Regions from separate parts of the Gossypium hirsutum genome. Here region 2 is linked to region 1. Evidence: chromatin contacts called from public Hi-C data. All regions are on one chromosome and are shown on one strand. The core of a region is the stretch at or near the end of the contact, and the rest is flanking DNA. Distances in the headings are between cores, read along the strand shown. Region 1 holds the start of LOC107961963 (pyruvate, phosphate dikinase regulatory protein 1, chloroplastic). Region 2 holds the start of LOC107961968 (probable dolichyl-diphosphooligosaccharide--protein glycosyltransferase subunit 3B).

Region 1 (5,664 bases), core at 2,283-4,782:
TTGAGCAGAGGGAAGATGATGGTAGCTATGACCCTGAGATTTACAGGCACTAAAATATATACATAAATGTATATTTGCATATCAGCATGCGCACTCCTAGTTTCTTACCTTTTTTGGACCAAAGTCTGGGCTTTGGGGAATAAAGAAGGGCTACCTATTTTGTTTTGGGGGGGGGGGGGGAGGGGGGAATTCTTTTCCAAAGGCACGTAGGCTTGTTCCCACAACTGTCAAGTAGGCCGAGCGCTCTCACTGATGGTTCAGTTGAAGTGGGAAAGATTGAATCATTCCTCATACTGAATACATTAATGCTTGGGTTCCGTTATGGTTCAAGTAATCATTGTGCTTTTGTGAAACCATGTTAGTGAAAATGAGCAAAAAAGCAAATGCATCATGCTGCCGGCAGCAAATAAAGCAGAATAATAGGCAATATGTATGTACACTATGACCATGAGAGCATGCAAAGAGCTAAAATTTTCACCATTGAGAAAAGCTGCTTCAGACGTTGAAATGTTTCAGTTCCATAAAGCCACATCTGATCCCAGAATACAGTCTTTCCTTGGAAAAAAATGAACTGCTTCCAAATGTCATAGGCATAATTGTCATAGTCCACCCATGACGTGCTGAGGTGGCAGTGAATGTGAGGAGTGCCCAAGTCGCATGTTTACTTGGCTAACAGAGCCACAAAGATACACGTTGCTTCTAAAATCAAGGATGACAGCTATTGAGAGCCTCTCAGCATATTAATCCTTTTCCACTGGTCTTTTAAGCTGAGAAAATGTCTGACATATGCAGCTACCCTAGGTTACTACCTCACTTTATTAGGAATCTCAAACTAATATTTTCGAAGATCATCTGTAGTGGGTACTATGACTAGATCCCTTTTACCTAATGCTCTTCACTGTGTGAAAAACGAAAATCTTTTATTCTATTCATCAAAACAGAAGCAGTCCATTTCAACTGTATGAATAATGCGAAAGCATAAAGAAATTTAATGTATCATGATACAGAACCCAACAAAATCACTAATTCAACTATAGGACTAAAACAAACTTCATAATGGCATTCAGCAAACTGATTCAGAACATTGTAGTCATTGACAAATGGAAAACCTCTTAAGGTAAGGAATTCAAGAGCACCTAGAAAATACGGATTCAAGCTTCTTGGATAAAACCAGATACAAGTTTTATATATCCCCCAGTGGGGAGAAAATGCAGACTCAAATAAACCAAAATAATAAACGAATGATTAAAGACAAGCTAGACCTTGCACTCGTTCTGGTACTAATTTCCTCAACAATCAATATATCAGGTTCGGAAGATAATGAAGTAGCCCCTTTAGAATATATTTTCAATAATAAAAACCACTTGTAACACATAATGGCTGCCACTTTATTAAGAATCTTTATATGTTAAATTGACAGAAAGAAAAGTTTGTTGTAGGACAAACTGCATAAGTAAACTACATAGTTGTATTGCATCATTATAGAATAGTAGTTAGTATTATAGTTCATAACCAGTAAAGCACTGGCATTGTACATGTAAATTGTAACTAATTTCATCAAACCCCCCCCCCCTCCTTTCTCAGTAGTTACAAGGCAGCAAAGTCCTATTACTCCAGCATACCTGGAGAAAAAGTAATTTTCCATCTCATGACTTCATTAGTAACGTTTTGATATTCGTGGCATTGAACACTTTTGCTTACGGTCATGGTAGAGCCTCAATATAACAGCAGCAGTTTCTTCAATTGCTTTACCAGTAACTTCTGCAAGGATAAGGACCAGTAGGTGAGCCCAAGGTTCATCAGATGAATATGTCAAACATCTTTAACTGCTTAATATCAAAATTTACCATATTTTTAATCATCTTAAGCTTAATAATGATCTCTAAGTATCTCCATGTCAAGGAATCAAAGCAGTTGGGAGAGTTAAACAAAAATAAGTAAATTAATTATGTTTACCGATGACTGGCCATGTAGGATTTTGAGCAAAAACCTTGCGAGCAAACTCCAACTCCTCTTTCACATAAGCCATCTCCGAGTAGTTACTCCTTGCATTGTCACCGAAACCCAGACTCTTAGCCCTTGCTTTCCTAATAGTTTGCAAGACCAAGGGATTAATAGTCAAACCAAAAACCTTCTCAGGGTCTACTTCGAAAAGTCCCTTTGGCAAAGCCACTCCATTCACAATAGGCACATTGGCTACTTTATATCCTTTCTGTGCTAGATAAATTGATAACGGCGTCTTCCCAGTACGAGAAACACCTGTGAGCACAATGTCAGCCTTGCTTAAGTTTTGAGGTAGAGCCCCATCATCCTGCTTGATTGTAAATTCAACAGCTTCAATCCGCCGAAAGTATTCATCTGAGAGAGGGATGTTTCTTCCAGCTGCTCCACGGGGAAGACCAGAAGGTGAGACACCTAAATGAGCAGCAATAGCCTCTGTAATTGGACCCAATATATCCGTCGATGGTATACCCCACAATTTGCAAGCTTGCTTGGCGGACTCTGCCATGGAAGGATCAGCTAAAGTATATACAAGCAATGCACCTTCCTTGGCTGCCTGCTTTATAATCTCCATCAATCTCTCAACATCATCAATCTGAACAATTGCAGATCATCATTGTCATTCAACCAATCTAAATGATTTCCCAGTTTTTAAAACACTACAAGTTCTAGTTTCATCACTAACTACAACAAATACATCAACTTGAATAACAACTAAACTTGGATTAATTAGTAACTGAAACAAGTTCTGAAATATGAAACAAACATACCCCAGAGAAGAGATGGGTATTTACGGGACAACCACGATCCACCAAACAATGCTCGAACTGCCCCAACGCTGCGTTAACGGAATGCTCCGCCGTCCATCCAGTTCCATCAGATACCATATAAATTGGCTTCCCCGAGTCTGTTACCTCCACCTCACGATCGCTGTCATTTGCCGTTGAAGTGGGTTCCAAAGACAAGGTCTCACTGATTCGTTGAGCTGAGGGGTTCACCTCAAGCGCCCCAGTCCCGTGGCTCGGTCGTTCAAGCTTGTGGCCCGACCTTAAGGCTCGTGCACGGTACCATCTGTTGAACTGTGGGCTACCTTTTAGTTTCCGAACTTTGGGCTCGGGTTCTGGGTCGGAAATATCGGGATTGGCCGGGGTGGCCGTGGCCCGGAGGTTGAAGGCGGAGCAAGGACAAGCGAGCATTCTTAGTTTTGCTTCATTTGCTTTTCTTGTAATCTAATTTTATTTACCTGTCTGAAAATTATGAGGTGGAAGGATCTCGGGCCAAAAAATGGTAGCAAAATCCAAACAATAGGTTAATGAAATATGAACCCACCAACTAAGTTGGACTGAATTGGATATTAAAAATCTAAGATATTTATTCCCATTTGAAATAAAAACATCAATTTGATTCTCATCTTTCATCATATTACAAGGATCTCACTTTATTGGGAAATGATGGGAGGGATATGGATTCTTGGATATAAATGCGAATTCAATAGGAAGTTGAACCCATTGTTTGGTGCATGAAAATTTCAGTGAGGGCTTTAAATGAGTTAATGGGAGGATTGAGAGAATATTGCATGTAGTTTAAACAAAATAAAATGGATAAAAGAGCCTCCAAACTATGGGGAAGTGGATCCAATCACATAATGCCTTTTTTATGGTAACATTCATGAGAGAAGGTGTTGATGTCGGTTTATGCATGCCATACTGAGAGACCACCAAAAAGAAATCACAAAAGAGAATAAACATGTCTGGGCCCGAGTTTGAACTGGGGGCCTCTAGTGTGTGAGACTAGCATGATAACTAACTACAATACGTAAACATTTTGATGTCACTTAAAATATTAATTAAATATTACTTTTCATTTTTTTTTAAGTTTTGTGTTAAGTTTATTCACTTAGTGGAGGTTAATTACATAATAATTGGATGCAAGTGTGATAGGAGACCGCATCTAAATGTGCGAACGTTTAAAGTTAAAAATGTGCAAATAAAAATATAAATATTTAAGTGCGGTATCTGCAAATGTACATGTCAAATGTAATATAGTAAGCGTTACAATAGAACACCAATAAGTATTCTGAGGATCGTACCCAAGAGATTGCAGATTGGAGAAACTTATTATTAAATTAACTATAGAAAATAATTACTAATCTAATCAAGTCACAAATTAGTAGTGTGAATCCAAATTAAAAGATTAATTAAACTAATGAAATTAATTAATCTAAAATTAACCTAAGGGAATTTCCATTTTCTAGTGTTGGCAATGCGAGCCTCTAGCTTATCTAATTAAATAATTAATTATCATCGATTGAGTTATTTATCACTCTTAGTTAAAAATACTTTTTCGGTCTCATCTTCACTAAGGATTACTACCTAAGTCACCCTTTTAGTCTCTTCCTAGGCATACGAATACCCTCTCAAACTCATTGTTTGGCACAAGGTATAAACGACAAGATACCCTTTCGGTCTCACCTGTCTAGATATTCTATCAGGGGCGTCTCTCCCTAATATACTAAGTACTCTTGAATAAACAACCAATTTCAGATAAATAACCACTTAACAGATAAATCAATTTAATAATCGAATCATGCAAGATATGAATAAAGCACAAGAAATTATTCTAATATTCATACAAATGTTAATTGATCAGATTAATGAAATATAAATAAAATAATAAAATAGAAGAGTGAAGAGAATGCTTATTGATAAATATATTGAAGCGCAGATCCAGAGCAATCTTCGCTCGTAATTGTTTTCACATCGGAACAGATAAGTTCCAACTAAGCGAACATCAAAATAAAATACAAAGAAAACTGAATAGTAAAAACTATCTGTCTAAGTCTACACCGTCCTGTCTACCAATCCCGATTACCCTAAAGTTACTTATATAGGCTACAAGCTATTTGGTGCCCACATAACACAAGATACATTTAGATACTAATTAATACAATATAATCTTAGATTGCTAGGGTCTAAATATGAAAATATCCCAAGAGTTTCGTCCTAGGATTTAGCTCATTTTGGCCTGCCTTTGTCAAGTCATCCTGACGTAAAATGACTCTTCGTCACAACATCGCTATCGTGAATGCCTTCTGATGATCGTCGCGTCGCCATGACAAGGGGAAATTCCTCGTCACGAGATGAAATGCTTTTTAGCATTGACAACTTCTTTGTTCTGTTGGGCTCCCTTGTCTTGCAGCCCGATGATTATTCCTTGTATTCTTGGACTTGAATTGGCATCCTACACACTTAATTAGCCCATTAATCACTCCTGAGACCCATGTTGGCCTTACGAATCATCGAAACATTAGAAAATGTGTCAAAACACTTATTTTATTAATATATAGATTCTAAGCTATTAATATTAGAAATTTAATAATTAATTATAAAATGTCAAGAAAATAAGTTTTGTCAAGTGCCAAAATGTATTTAAACTACCATTATAATTAATGGCAGGTCAACAAGCCACGGGTCGAAACTTATGACAAATGCACACAAAACGTCTCATGGGGTTCATTTGATCCACTTGAATTAGCTCAATTCGTGAAACATATGGAGAAGTCCATCTACTTAAAGTCTTAGGGGCCTAGTGGAACACTCCAATAAAACTAGAGTTACCATGGTGAATATTGTAAATCCTAAGGGATAAAATTGTATAAAGTTT
Region 2 (5,664 bases), core at 1,691-4,190, 240 kb after region 1:
TCAGGGTATATTTTAACCTTCAAATTTGTACTTAAATAAATAATCAATCTGATAGTAGTGAATATATATTACAAACTTCAGGTGTCTGCAAAACAAGCTGGGATTGCAAAGAAGGAATACATATGGTAGCAGACTGATCTTCATATGGTAGCCATTTTAGCTAAAAACTAACTGCTACAATAACAACTGATTGATACCAATGAGGGAAATTTGGTCGGCATATGTTTCTAAATCAATTTCTTCTTGTTTTTATATGTAATGCATACACACACACACGTACGTAAGTTTGCAAGGGAAACTCTGGGAAAAAAGATCGAGCACCAACACACTTTGCAATTATTTAATGAACAAAAATCATCAAACTCTGCTCTTGAAATTCTTCAAAATATATGAACTGTATTATTAAAAAATAGTGAACCAAATATAGATCTGGTCAAATATGCAAACTCATATCATAAGGACAATTGAATAAATTATATAAACATCCCATAAAATCGAAACAAAAATTTATCTTAATTGATGATATAGGATCCTATTCCCAGGGACTCAATGAACACTCTCCAGGCAATTTAGGATATCGTTCATTATCCTTGCAATAATCATAAATGACAAGGTTCCTCTGCACCCAAGCATAATCCATTTTCTGGGAATCAGATAAACGCCAAGCCTTGTACTGATCCCACCAGTTCTTGGTGGTGCTGGAAACACAGGCAGGGTAAGGGTCTTCCCATTGGCAACCCTCGACGCTGAAATCCTTGTAAGACGACACAAATGGGGCTCTTTCCCAGTCTGTTTTCTCCAACCCACCTCTCGTCGCCCATTCATCTGCGTTCCATATGCTGGAGAACAAATACATTGGCTTCTCACTGGGAAAGAAGTCGTTTTTCTCATCACCATTGTTTTTGAATACTCTTATGGGAACTTCATCCACAAAAAACCTGTTTTGCAATAATTCAGTAGGCATATATTCGGATACGAGTATAAGATATAATACGAGACTTACACAATTTGGTGGTTGTTCCATAGAATGGAATATGAATGAAACTCTTCAGTGGGGTCGAACCAAAGCATGTGCCTCATTTCACGGCCTCCAACACCATTTTTATACACGTTTGTCTGTATTAAATACGGTTGCCCTGTTCGATTCCCCAAGAACTCAAAATCCAGTTCATCTCGTTCTGGCCCTGCCCCGTTCTCAGAACACATCTGCACCACTCTTTAAACTTCAGCTATGGAAAACACAACTCTTATGTTACAAAATATTTAAACAACTGTCAGGAAAACATACATAGTAAGCTGTTACAACGCCAGCAGAGTCACCTCCGACCAACTTCAGTTTCATGCTAAACCACCCAAATCTGTATCTTTGCTTGGTTTGAAACCCGCAACCTAGAAGTAGATAGAAACAGATTAAAATCCTGGATTTGAAGCAAGTTATTAGAAGTTTAGAACCAAACACAACTGTTTAACGCAATCAAATTGTATCAAACCTGTTTCTTTGTCCAAGGAGAGGTACCAGGTCTGACCATCTTCAGAGGTCTTGAAATGATCTTCAGACCACATTATACTGAAGTTATCTTCGAAAGAAGTTTGTGAATCAGCTGCTTCAGATGAAGAGTAAAACGCAGATATTAGAAGTGCAATGAAGAGTACCCCTTTCTCCATTTTGTTGACCCAAAGTGTTGTTTTTGGAAGAAGAGGATGAGATCTCACTTCTCTGCTGGATCTTGAGATGGTAAATATACGAGTATTCGAATTTGGACACTTGATGTGAACATGTGTGAAGCGGCACACCAATAAACCAAGGTTTATTTTGGTCTATTAATGGATGAATGTACCAATATACCCATCCAAGAAATCATGCAAATTACAAAGTGAAGAAGGGTATTTTAGGGAAATGAAGTACGATAAATGATCCATGGAGAACATAAATGAAATGCCAGGCTGCCCTCCAATTAGGAATTGGCAGTATAAAGAAATGGAGAGTGGGTCCATTTCTTACATGTAAGAACTGTTGTGTTTGTCTTGAAAATAATCACAGAAAATCTTGGATTTCACCACTGGATTTGGCGGTCGGGACTCGGGACTAACAACCAGCTTAAACTTTGAATTAAAGCAAATTAATCTCACTTTAATCTTTAACTTTAGGTAAAAAAAGGACTTAGATTACAAATTAAAAACAAAATGTTCCTTTTTTAATAGTAAGCAATGAAAAGAAAGCAGAAAAAGCAGAGCTTGCTTTCTTGGTAAACATGACCAGACATGCTAATCTAAACCTTGTTATATAGTTGATTGGGAGAGGTGCTCAAGCACATGGCATTAGGGACCAATTTTAGGGGTCATAAGGTCCCACAACAAGCTGCATTTTTGATGGACTGAAAGTGAATGCCAAAAGTATGGATTTAATGAAGTAAGAAGATCATATGCAACTGTCCATGCCAAGTATGAAGACATTTCAACAAATTAATGCGATACTCCAAAAAAAATTGAAATACCTGATATATAACATCATTATTAAGTAAAAATGAAATTATTTAATCCATTAAAAATAAAAATTTTACCAAATTCTTGACTTGGAATAAGAAAAACACTGACTTTGCAAGTTGATTATGCACGTGAAAAACAGCTATTACTTCAACGCTCATCAGCTTATTGCTAGTTAGTTGTAGGTCCTAGGCTTCTAGCAGTCAAACTGGTGCCCTTTAACCATATACATAAATATGTTTTCTTTTAAATACGAGGCAACTAGAGACAGTTTGGCCGAGTGGTCTAAGGCGCCAGATTTAGGCTTTGGTCCGAAAGGGCGTGGGTTCAAATCCCACAGCTGTCAATTTTTCTTTTTGAGAGCTTAGAGCTGGCTCATATGATATTCTTTCGAAGTCCATTCAAACGAGCCCATTTTAAGCTGAACATGGACCCAAATGATCTTTCATCTGATGCGACGTCGTTAAGCCGGAACTCAAGGTCAAGTCAGTCAACGCGTCAAAGTCATCTTGTCCAGACGAATGTTAAAACTTAAAACCGGAGAAAAGTTAAGACCGAAGCTCTTTGTCGCCAATCCCCAAATCCGAAAGCTAAGCAAGGAAATGGCGATCCCTTCCAGTTCTGCTTATCTCTTCTTACTCTCCTTTTTCACCCTTTCTCTATTCCTTGCCATTTCCACTGCTGAATCTGAATCTGAATTAGAACTGGTGGCCGATCTCCGCGCCCTTCAGTCCGAATCCAAATCAGGAGTCATCCACTTAGATGACCGAACCATCGCCAAATTCTTAACCTCCCCCAAAACCCCTCGCCCTTACTCTATCCTCATCTTCTTCGACGCCACCCAACTCCACGATAAAACCGAACTCCACCTCCGCGAGCTCCGCCAAGAGTTCGCCCTCGTCGCCTCTTCGTTCATCACCAACCACAACAACTCCAACACCAAGCTCTTCTTCGCCGACATCGAGTTCCGGGAATCTCAATCTTCTTTCCACCTCTTCGGCGTCAACTCCCTTCCCCACATCCGCCTCGTCGGCCCCACCGCAAAATCGTTGAAAGATGAGTCGGAACAGATGGACCAGGGCGATTTTTCTCGATTGGCTGAGTCAATGGCCGAATTCGTTGAGTCCAGAACTAAACTCACCGTGGGTCCCATCCATCGTCCTCCTATTCTCTCGAAAACTCAAATGGGTCTGATCGTTGCCCTTTTGTTGATCTCTTCTCCGTTCATCGCTAAAAAGATCTTCGCCGGGGAAACCCTCTTGCACGATCCCAAGATTTGGCTTTCCGGCGCCGTTTTTATTTATTTTTTCAGCGTTTCAGGTGCAATGCATAATATAATAAGGAAAATGCCGATGTTTTTGGTGGATAGGAACGATCCCAACAAATTGATTTTCTTTTACCAAGGATCGGGGATGCAGCTTGGGGCGGAAGGATTCGCGGTGGGTTTTCTTTATACAATAGTGGGATTATTGCTAGCTTTCGTTACCCATTTGCTTGTTTATGTTAAGAACGCGAAAGCCAAGCGTGTGGCCATGGTTTTTGCGATTTGCGTTTCTTTTTGGGCGGTGCAGAAAGTGATTTTCTTGGACAATTGGAAGACTGGATATGGGATTCATGGATTCTGGCCTTCCAGTTGGAACTGAAGGCATCATCTTTTTTGTTTTTTTTTTTAGGCTGCTATAATTCGAACTATGGTTTCGATTCAGTTGGGAATTTGATATCAATTTTAGATGTTTTAATGTACTTTGGGCAAAATACTGAGCTTATAGAACGTTAATCTGTTATAAGTTGACATCCATGAAAAATCCATTTCCTAAAAGATTTTCTAATCTTAACTATAGTATTCCACATTTACGCATCCAGTTAGCCCTGTTTTTGGTGCTGCGTATGGTTCTAAATTTCTCAGAGATTCTTTGTTTTACATGTTTAGCTTTGATAATTTCTTTAGTTTATGAATGAAAGCTTATGCGCATAGGGTGTAATCTTGTGAAGGATTAAATTGGCTTCCCTTACTTAGTTCTCTATTTATACTTGTTCTACTTTTGTGCACCAATAATCTTGTAGGATTTCACATTGTAAGCTGCAAAGTGGTCGTGTGGAATATGAGAGTTATAGTTTAGGTTTGAAAAGGTTAATCATATAGGTATCTTCTTCATTTACTTTAGAACTATATTTAAGCCCTTTTGACGATGATGCTGAATCTGGCTTAAATCTTGGAGGCTTTTTGGGTTGGTAGCAGTTTGTTAGTATTGAGTTACATGATCCCTCTCAGACCAAGCTTTAATGGCTCAGTTAAGTTTAAGCTTTCCACACATTTTTACCTTTCCTGACTCTTGTTAGAGTTGTTTAGGTCTAAGTTCCCCAAGTTGGGCATCACATACCAAAATTTATGGTCTTGTCACGTCAGTAGCATGTTAAAACTTAAGGTGTTTGATGATTAGTAGTCTCATCTAGTTCTAGAGTGGTAAATATCCTTTCTGAGTGACTGCAGACTAACTCTGAAGGCCTTATTTTTTATGGCTTATGCTCCATGTAGCATATGATAATCCAAGAAACCGGTTTATGTTCCAGCAAACTGTTTAAGAGGAGCAGTAGGGAATTTTATGTAAAACTTGCTGACTATATTTCTTTTCCCATATTTATTTGTTTTGGGTTCATCCTGTTGTATCTAAGTTTTGGAAATCTTGATATTTCTATAGCTTGATAAACAAAACTTGAAGTTGTTTATATATAGTAAAACTAAAAGGAATAAGTTGTGTTAATTGTTGGTGTTAGTACTTCGTGTATGCCTGAAGTTCCCTGGGTTGTTCAAATTGGCTGGGCATTGGAAAATTTCTTGTTACTTCTTTGTCGATGCAACTGTTGATTTGTTTTCTTGCATGAAATGCGGTGGATTTTATATTTGAAGTTTTGCCTGTTGATCAAATCGGTCAACAGCATTTCATTTAGTGTTAAGGCTTTGAAAGGTGATAACTTGGTCAATAATCTTTTGAGTTGTTCTGGAGATCACTTAATGTTGCTCTCTGTTAAAGAGGGTGATCGTCTTTTGGTTCATATGTTAAAGAGGGTGATTATGAAGAAAGATTTTGTTAAGCATATTGTAATAACTCAAATTTGCCCGGTCCATAAAATAAATAAAAGACAAAAACAAAAAATAATAAAAGTCCTTTTACAAGTCCA

Evidence for each region. Hi-C and Micro-C count contacts between places; a contact is called where the count stands out from the background.
Region 2: a contact with region 1 is called in a Hi-C map of leaf, with 3 times the contacts expected there. The contact joins the promoter of LOC107961968 here to the promoter of LOC107961963 in region 1. A contact is called at or near these places in 17 of 34 Hi-C or Micro-C datasets (anther, callus, hypocotyl and 3 more).

What each region holds. Positions count from the first base shown.
Region 1 is chrA06:115,327,762-115,333,425 of Gossypium_hirsutum_v2.1, forward strand. LOC107961963 (pyruvate, phosphate dikinase regulatory protein 1, chloroplastic) reads right to left here and starts at 3,533. Exons shown (of 3, transcript XM_016898153.2): 1 at 2,772-3,533; 2 at 1,957-2,596; 3 at 1,451-1,761. The coding sequence starts at 3,197. The coding sequence ends at 1,658.
Region 2 is chrA06:115,572,315-115,577,978 of Gossypium_hirsutum_v2.1, forward strand. LOC107961968 (probable dolichyl-diphosphooligosaccharide--protein glycosyltransferase subunit 3B) reads left to right here and starts at 2,941. Exons shown (of 1, transcript XM_016898156.2): 1 at 2,941-4,319. The coding sequence starts at 3,006. The coding sequence ends at 4,127. LOC107961967 (probable xyloglucan endotransglucosylase/hydrolase protein 8) reads right to left here and starts at 1,782. Exons shown (of 4, transcript XM_016898155.2): 1 at 1,491-1,782; 2 at 1,289-1,389; 3 at 1,004-1,206; 4 at 377-938. The coding sequence starts at 1,665. The coding sequence ends at 533. It overlaps TRNAL-UAG (transfer RNA leucine (anticodon UAG)), which reads left to right and starts at 2,751; the gene lies at 2,751-2,830. It overlaps LOC121230704 (a long non-coding RNA gene), which reads right to left. Exons shown (of 2, transcript XR_005928796.1): 2 at 5,586-5,664.